2 separate regions of the Mus musculus genome follow, and region 1 is linked to region 2. Evidence: chromatin contacts called from public HiChIP or PLAC-seq data. All regions are on one chromosome and are shown on one strand. Each heading gives the region's core, a stretch centred on a gene start, on an enhancer-like site or on the middle of the called end of the contact. The rest is flanking DNA. Distances are from core to core; before and after follow the strand shown.

The links. HiChIP or PLAC-seq counts read pairs in DNA pulled down with a chosen protein or histone mark.
Region 1: an H3K27ac HiChIP or PLAC-seq map of embryonic stem cells shows a contact between it and region 2, with 7 times the contacts expected there. The contact joins the promoter of Usp45 here to the enhancer-like site in region 2. A contact is called at or near these places in 4 of 39 promoter capture datasets (the 3T3-L1 cell line, embryonic stem cells, liver and 1 more), 4 of 115 datasets of contacts at active chromatin or transcription factors (astrocytes, embryonic stem cells and stem cell-derived neural progenitor cells) and 2 of 9 other capture datasets (adipose tissue and liver).

The regions. Positions count from the first base shown.
Region 1 is chr4:21,774,661-21,778,754 of GRCm38.p6, forward strand. It overlaps Usp45 (ubiquitin specific petidase 45), which reads left to right and starts at 1,610. Exons shown (of 18, transcript NM_152825.2): 1 at 1,610-1,657.
Region 2 is chr4:20,022,447-20,026,634 of GRCm38.p6, forward strand. It overlaps Ttpa (tocopherol (alpha) transfer protein), which reads left to right. Exons shown (of 5, transcript NM_015767.4): 4 at 1,339-1,449. Among named protein-coding and RNA genes, the nearest start is that of Ttpa, 16 kb to the left of the region's middle. Within about 2 kb of position 1,680, at least 1 of the 459 cell types and tissues checked has an H3K27ac peak or open chromatin away from gene starts, as enhancers often do. A contact at or near this core is called in embryonic stem cells, where this site is marked.

The DNA.
Region 1 (4,094 bases), core at 360-2,859, 1.8 Mb after region 2:
ATTTCTGCGTTTGAGGCCAGCCTGGTCTACAGAGTGAGTTCCAAGACAGCCAGGGCTATACAGAGAAACCCACAGTCATCTATAAGAAGGAACACAGGGGCCCCAGTGGAGAAGCTAGAGAAAGCACCAAAGGAGCTGAAGGGGTCTGCAACCCTATAGGTGGAACAACAATATCAACTAAACAGTACCCCCAGAGCTCATGTCTCTAGCTGCATATGTAGCAGAAGATGACCTAGTCGGCCATCACTGGGAATAGAGGCCCCTTGGTATTGCAAACTTTATATGCCCCAGTACAATGGTATGCCAGGGCCAAGAAGTGGGAGTGGGTGGGTAGAGGAGCAGGGCGGGGTGGGGGGTATAGGGAACTTTCCGGATAGCATTTGAAATTTGAAATATATATAAAGAAAAGATCTAATAAAAAAAAAAAGAAAGAAAAACCAGAAAAAAACAAAAAACAAAAACCTGACACAATTTAGGATGCAAATTTTTGCATCTTTTACATAGTCTATTTCAAATTCAATACTAACATATGAAACTTGATATTTATACAGACAAATTTGAAATTTGTATATAGACTTTGGAATTATATCATAACCCAAACTGTTCTTACAGATGCAGCATTTCTTTTTTTCCCTGGAAGAAAATGACCTTCTAAAAGACAATTATGTACCCCATACCTAGTATCTTGACCAGCATGCTTGTATTCCACTGCATTTGTCTAATGAATGGTTCCTATAAACAACATAAAGGAAGAGTTCTCTCCTTTGCCAAGTTTCCCCATGGAAATGAATTAGATTTTTAAGTTAAAAAAAAAAAAAAAAGTGGAAACAACAAACCACAACAACAAACCCAGTCAGCTTTTGGTTCTTAACTGAACTCTTTTAAACTCCAACCCCAGCACACGATCCATTAGGTCACAACTTGTCCCTTGTGAAAGACTGTGGCTCATCAACTAGTGCTTGCAAGAAATTATTTTTTGTTTTTTAAATTTTTTTATTTTTTGTAACAGGAAGAGGGTATCGGATCCCATTACAGATGGTTCTGAGACACCATGTGGTTGCTGGGAATTGAACTGAGGATCTCAGGATGAGTAGTCAGTGTTCTTAACCACTGAGTCATCTCTCCAGCCCCACAACAAAATTTCAAACCAACTGTTTTTACTCAAAAGCAAGGTGTACATTGTTGTAACAGATGATCGGATTGAGCAGAATTACAGGTGTGATGTACAATCTAGTTCAGAAGTGAGAACCACGTGAAATAAAACGTTAAAATCATATAGAGTGAATCTCAGATGCGACTTTAGGTTCCGAGTTGGGTGATGGAACAAGGGAAGCTGTCTTAAAAGGCACCCAGCAAGTGGGACGCAGCTCACTAAAGCCAGCGCCTGCATCCAGGCCCCGTGGCTGGCACTGTAATCAGTTGGCTGCAGGGCGCCATCCCCTCATCCCATCTACACTCCTCCACCATGCTCCAACCTCCAAGCCGCCAAAGGAAAACCCAGATCTGGGTCTGGACTCAAAGTCCCGCCTTCGGCCCACCCAGAACACCAGACCCCGCCCTCGCCCCCGCCCAGGACGCCAAGCCCCGCCTTCTCCGGGTTCCCCTCTGCACAGGCGCAGAAGCTCCTGCGTGTGGAAGCTGCGGCCCGGCGGGCGGGGTGAGTTGGGGCCCAGGCTTTGGGGTCACTGTAACCACTGTGTCTTCGCTTGGGCGACGAGACCTTCCTGTACGTCAACCAGCCTAGAAAGAGAGGTTTCCTAGCCTACCCTCGCGTCCAGATTCACAAAGGCACCAGGCGGCCTCCCGGGCCGAGTGCTGGCGGCAGGGGGGAAGAGCCGGGGTCGGGGAGGGAGCCAGGCCGAGTCTCGTCTTTTTGGTGACCCGGGCATGCAGCGTCCGCTTGTCCCCTCGGGGTCTCCCCTCGCAGCACATCCCGCTCTGCTAACTTGGGGTGCATTCATGGCCTGACGAAGAGCCTAGACACAGCTTTTTGGCGACGCCAAATATTAGGTTAGGGGTCGATCCTATACCTGAGCCCACGTCCGGCTCCCGGACTTCTGCAAGTCACTTTACCTCTATCCAGTTCCAAGTGTAAATTAAGGATGATGATAGTGACGTATCTCAAAGTGCTTGTAAGAGGTTCATAGAATTGAGTGTTTTGAGCCCGGGTATCTAAAAGGAAGATGTTTGCATTTCCTCTTCTCACGCTGGAGAATAGCAGCCCAAAACTTAAAAAAAAATCAAAACAAAAACCAATTTGACAAGGGAAGCTTGTAGCCAGTTGAAAAGTGTGATATTAATTGCGTTAGCCGTACATCCTTTGTTAGAGGTAACGCAAGTGCTAGATAATATTTAAATTAAAAGCTGAAGTTGACGTCTCAGCAGGTCGCCAAACCTGATGGTTCAATCTCCTGGACCCACGAGGTGAAAGAGAGAAGCTACTCTGACCTCACTAATGCAAATCGAAACACTAAACACGTGCACAGCCATACATATAAAATACATCAATAGATTTATGTTTTAAAAGAAAGCTGTAACGTTTGATGTTTGCAAAACCTCAAAAAAAAAAAAAAAAAAGAAAGAAAGAAAAAGCCAGAACATGTTTGTGGTGAAGTCAGGCCTGAAACTTCTGTCCTTTGATGGCTCTGCCTGCAACATTGGCCCTTGTTTGGCATCTTAAAACTTGGAGTTTGGGCATGTTCTGATGTAGTAGTAATTGTTCTATACTCAGCATTATGTTTCATGCCAAAATGACCAGTTACCATACAGTTTCTGTGCTCCAAGTCTCTAATGGGTTCCCCTGAACCCAGATTCATGTTGCTGCTTAGTCCTTGTCTTACCCACCTGAAGAGAGAGACTTTATGGAAGTTATGGGCAAAGTACCCTTTTCCAGTCTAGTCGGGTTGAGTGTTCATAGAATGTACCATGAAATATACAACCATGTGCTGAATCCTGTGAGTCAGTCCTCTTGACTCCTCAGTGCCAGGAGAGACTTGGAGGTTTCCAGACACAATTTTGATAATGGAAAGCCTTTGAAAGTCCAGTAGTTGGATTTTAATGTTGTTTGCTTGCTTGTTCTGCCTTAAGTGGCATTTGTAGGAGAAGGTTACATGGTATTGCCACATTATGGCTTGTGGATGTTCAGATAACGTTACATCTGCTAGAAAAATGATTGGAAATTGCCCCTCCATTACCGGGAGACGTTTGAGACAACGGTTTCGAAAAAGGTAGCAGGTTGTTTACAAAGTCAAAATCAAAAATCTGCCTCTGAGTATTCTTCCAGAGGTCATCATTATCTGTACATAAATCTTCATCAAGGGTTTATCTGTTATAGGGGAAAATATATCATTTCTCGTGAGCTGTTTCTGTCTGAGAATGCCTTACTCTGGCCAGGGCTCAAATTAAAGTTAGTGGATGCAGGTTTGTAAATTTAGAGGTGGAAAGCCGGGATTGGTGGGGCGGTAGGGGAGGTGCAGGTGAGACTGAAAAGGGTTTGGAGTGTCTGAGTATTGTGCACAGAAGTTGTCCAGGGAGAGGTGTGGGGGATGAGGGTAAGCCCGGTCTTACAAGACTTTCTGAATACATGAGAAAATGGTGACTTGGGTTCATCTAGAATTGGCTTCTGCTAAATGGCTGATAGAGTGTTTACTTACTAAAGCTAAATGTGACCACGTGATTTTCTTTAGTCAGCTAATATGAGCTTCCAGGCAAAGCTTTACAAAATAGCTCTGTATTAATCTTTCTCCGTTCTGCTCTAGGAATTGAAGCATTGTTGAGGTGTGCTAGCAAGGACACTTGCACACACACCCCATATACACACTTAAAAAAATAATATGTGAAAACAGTATTAAAAAAAGAAAAGAATGAAGAGCTGTAACAGATGAAGTTAAAAACAATGACTGAATCTCCATCCCCCTCTCAAAAATAATCCTTTTAGAAAACACAAATCAGATAAGGAAATTAGAATATGTTAGGATTATAAGGTATAAGGGCGTACTTTTCTTAGATGTGGTAGTGATGTTATGCAGGAGAATTATTCTTTTTTAAAAGCACTATGCTTACATATTTAGGGATAAAATTTCATTATTTCTTCA
Region 2 (4,188 bases), core at 430-2,929:
GCCATTTGTCTTTCAAATGGTAATCCTAGGTGTTGGCGAACAGTTTAGAGTCAGAAATGATTGAAGGATCCAAGTTTAGGTCAGCTGAAGGTAAAAGCTGTTCTACAGTCACCTCCCTTGTTCTACAGTGCCTGCAGCATGGTGTCTAATACAAGAAAATTAGATACAGCTTGTGCGGAGAAAGGGAAGTGATCACGTAAATGATGCCACATCATTTGATGGACCAGCTCAACAATGTTAGAACTCACAATGCTCCCCACAAATCATATTGCAACAATAGGAGAGAGCAGGATACAAGAGGATTGCAGAGTGTGTTGGCAATTAAGTTTAAATAAAATTATACATAGAATCTGTAAAAAGAAATTAATAATACATTTCTAAATTGCAAGATGGGAAATTCTTCATGAAAGAGGAAGAAAACGTCTTGATTACCAGTAGTGTCATTAACAGTGTCATTAACAGTAGTGTCATTAACAGTAGTGTCACTAACAGTGTCATTAACAGTAGTGATTGAACTTTTGGATAAGAAAACTATTGATGAATCTATTTTTCTTTTAGGTCTCAACCTTTTAGGACTTTGATACTAAAGATATAAAGATATATACCGATGTCAATGTTTAAAAAGTGTGTGCCTGTTGTTATGTTCTTTTAATTTTCAGGGATGTTTAATTTTTTTCTCTAAAAATATATATTTTTAAAAAAATATACTAGATCAATATGTCCCCAATTGTCATTGTTTACTTAGGAGACACTTTATGTGTGACTAGAGTGGATTTTGTTTTTCTGAAAGGCTCTTAAAATACTCAGCCTAATCTAAGGGGGAGTGGGGACAAGCTTTCTATAGATCTTTTCTGAGTGCACTGATGATATATAAACCAGGTTTTTGTGTTGATGGAATAAATCATTTTGAAAATTAAGTCACTTTAGATTCTGCTGAGTATACGCACACATGAGTATTCACCAAAATGCATTGGAGGACAGAGGTTAATGTGTGGTGTCTTTTATGGTTCTCCATCTTATATTTTGAAACAGGGCCTTGAACTGAATGAACCTAGAGCTCACCATTCGTACTTGGCTGGGTAGAGTGGGGATCTGCCTGCCTCTGCTCCTTTGTTCCTTTGCTCTGGGGACAGACACAGACATGATGGCTGTGCATGGCTACTTGTGGTCTGAACTCAGGTCTTCATGCTTGTGCATCAAGTACGATGCCCATGGAGCCATCTTTCAGACTCGTACCAGAACTTTATAATGTGTTCCACAAGAGACTTGCCTTTAGCAATGTAACTGCTGTATTTATGTTGCGTTATTAAGGTTTTTATTATCCTTTCCTTTCGAAAGGATTCCTTTCCACTGAAAGTTCGTGGGATCCATTTGATAAATGAGCCAGTCATTTTCCATGCTGTCTTCTCCATGATTAAACCATTTCTGACTGAAAAGATTAAGGACCGGGTGAGTAAAATATATTCGTGATTACATCTTACCTCTTTCCATTTAAGGATTTTTTACTATATTCCCATGTTCCTTGCACTAAACCATTGGACCAATATTGCAAATACTACTCTTATAAATTAAAATTTACCTTTACTTTTGAAATATCTATCATTACTGGCTGGGAGACTCTTGGGAAACCGGACTCTCAGGTATCACTGGAGAGTAAAGTATGGTCCCTCTAGAGGGCAGTATAGTAATAGCCATGACAAACTATGTCAGCAGTTTCTGGAAGTTATAAAACAGATAAAGCTGTATAGCAACAAAGGCACATATACTGACAATCATTAAAACCTCCAAGCATTCACTGTGGGGGGGGGGGTGGAAAAACTGTGACAAATCCACACAGGACTGGAGGGTATGTTTTAGAGGAGAAATTCATGCCAGTGCAGATCAGTGTTGATGGCATGCTTTTTCTGTGAAAAAGGGAGAATCAGAACATACAACTATAGTTTTACAATAATGTATTTTGTCAGTATACACAGAAGCGTGGGTGATGGACAAATGATCCAGTGATGGTAGGTGAGGGCAGAGTTTATACCAATGTCTGTGTTGTTTGTTTTTAAACTTGTTTTGATTTCTAACTTACCTAGATGTGTAAATTATACAAATAAGAACACAGACTGTCTTAGCTATTAAGCCCATGTAACTGAAACACATCACATCTGGGGTATGTGATTTATTGTTTTACAGGTGATGCAAAGGAATTGATGTTCACTAACCTCTCCTGTTGAGCTTCATTTCATGTAGAGCTCTCTTCTTCTCTTCTCTTCTCTTCTCTTCTCTCCCCTCCCCTCCCCTCCCCTCCCCTCCCCTCCCCTCCTCTCCTCTCTTCTCTTCTCTTCTCTCTTCCTTCTCCCCCTCCCCTCCCTACTCCCTCCCCCTCGCCTTTCTTGTCTTTTCTTTTCTCCGGTTTCTCTGGGTAGTCCTGGCTGTCCTGGAACTCTCTCTGTAGACCATGCTGGCCTCAAACTCACAGAGACCTGCATGTCTCTCCCTCCTGAGTGTTGAGATTAAAGGTATGTGCCGCCACCACCCAGCTCATGTAGAATTTTTTAGTTCACATTTTGTTGTTTAGAACTTTTGAAAGGCTGACAATAACTTGCTCTCGAGAGCAGCAGCTGCTTCCCTGCATTAGTCTGTAGAGGAACACATACATTTACAGCTTTCCCTTAGGGTGCTGTTTCATCACCCATGTTGTCTGTGGTCTCTAGGTTCAAGGGATGCTCCCATCTTGGCTTTCTGAGCAACTGTGGCAGGCACAGCTGAACACCATTTGCCCACTGCAAATAGTTTTGGAGGAATTTTGCCATTTCGGCCTCAAAAATATAAGTAGTGATTGCAGTGATTATAATGAGATACTTGGAAGTTTAGAAATTATTCTTCCATCTTAAGAAAGCATAACATTTTACTCCTGGTCAGACTATTATGACCCTAGAGACAATCTTGACACATTAAGTGAGCCAGTTGGCATTTCTTTCTCTTTATTTTCATTAAATTTCTTTCTTTATTCTTTGATAATTCCAAGCATGTATCTAATGTATTTTCTCATCTCCCCTTTTCATTCTCCTCTACTTCCATGGAATCCCTTCTTCCTAACCAGTTCCTCTCCTTCTTTCATGAATTCTTGTTGTTATCTGTGACTCCCAGTAGGTATTTCTGTCCTTAGAGAAAAAGATTTGTTCTATTTTTATACAAATTTCTGCTTGGAAGAATGGGCTTCTGAGTGCAGATACCCTCTGAAGCCAGAAGAGTGCCACATCTCTTGGAGTTAGAGCTACATGTGGTTGGGAGCCAACTGATGTAGGTGCTGGGATCTGAACTCTGGAAAATCAGCAAGCACTCATGTCTCTCCAGGCCAATTTCTGTCTGTATTTTAAGGTTTCATCCCTAAATTGTCAGCTCTAGTGAAGCTGGCCACTTCGGCTATTTTGTGTTCTAGTGTTTTCTATAAGGTGTTTTGTTTTCCATGTAGTGTAACTTAGTAACATTGGATACCATCTGATTAACTCTTAAAGTTCTAAAAAGAAGTTTATCTATTTTGGGTTATATTCTGAACAATTAAAAACAAAAGTGAGAGCCAGGCGGTGGTGGTGCACACCTTTAATCCCAGCACTTGGGAGGCAGAGGCAGACAGACTCTTGAGTTCGAGGCCAGTCTGGTCTACAGAGTGAGTTCCAGGACAGCCAGGGCCACACAGAGAAACCCTGCCTCCAAAATCCAAAAAAAGAGAAAAAACAAACAAGCAAAAGTGAGAGTAAGTAGATCTAAGAAAATGGAGAATATGAACCAAAAAAATAGAAAAACACTAAAAACTGAGATACTAAGTGAGGCAGGCCAGTGCAAGTTAACTCACAGCAGACAAACCAGAATGAGTAAACAAACTCAGGCACTTTTCCTGCTCAGCTTTTGGGCAACACTAGACATTTCCATATTTCTCCTTTTCTGAGAAAAATAGAGTTTCTTACTAGCTAACTGATAGCATCTTAGTTTAAAAAAGTCAAGGGTCAAGGGGTTGGCATCTGAAGTTCTTACATATAGATTCACCATTTCTAATTTCTTTTTCCTTTAAAAAGATTTAATTTTTTAAAGTGTGTGTATGTGTATCTGAGATGCCTGAGAGGATGAGAAGAGGGCATCAGATCCCATGGAGCTGCAAGTTACAAACTGCCCACTATGGGTGCTGGGAACTAACTCAAG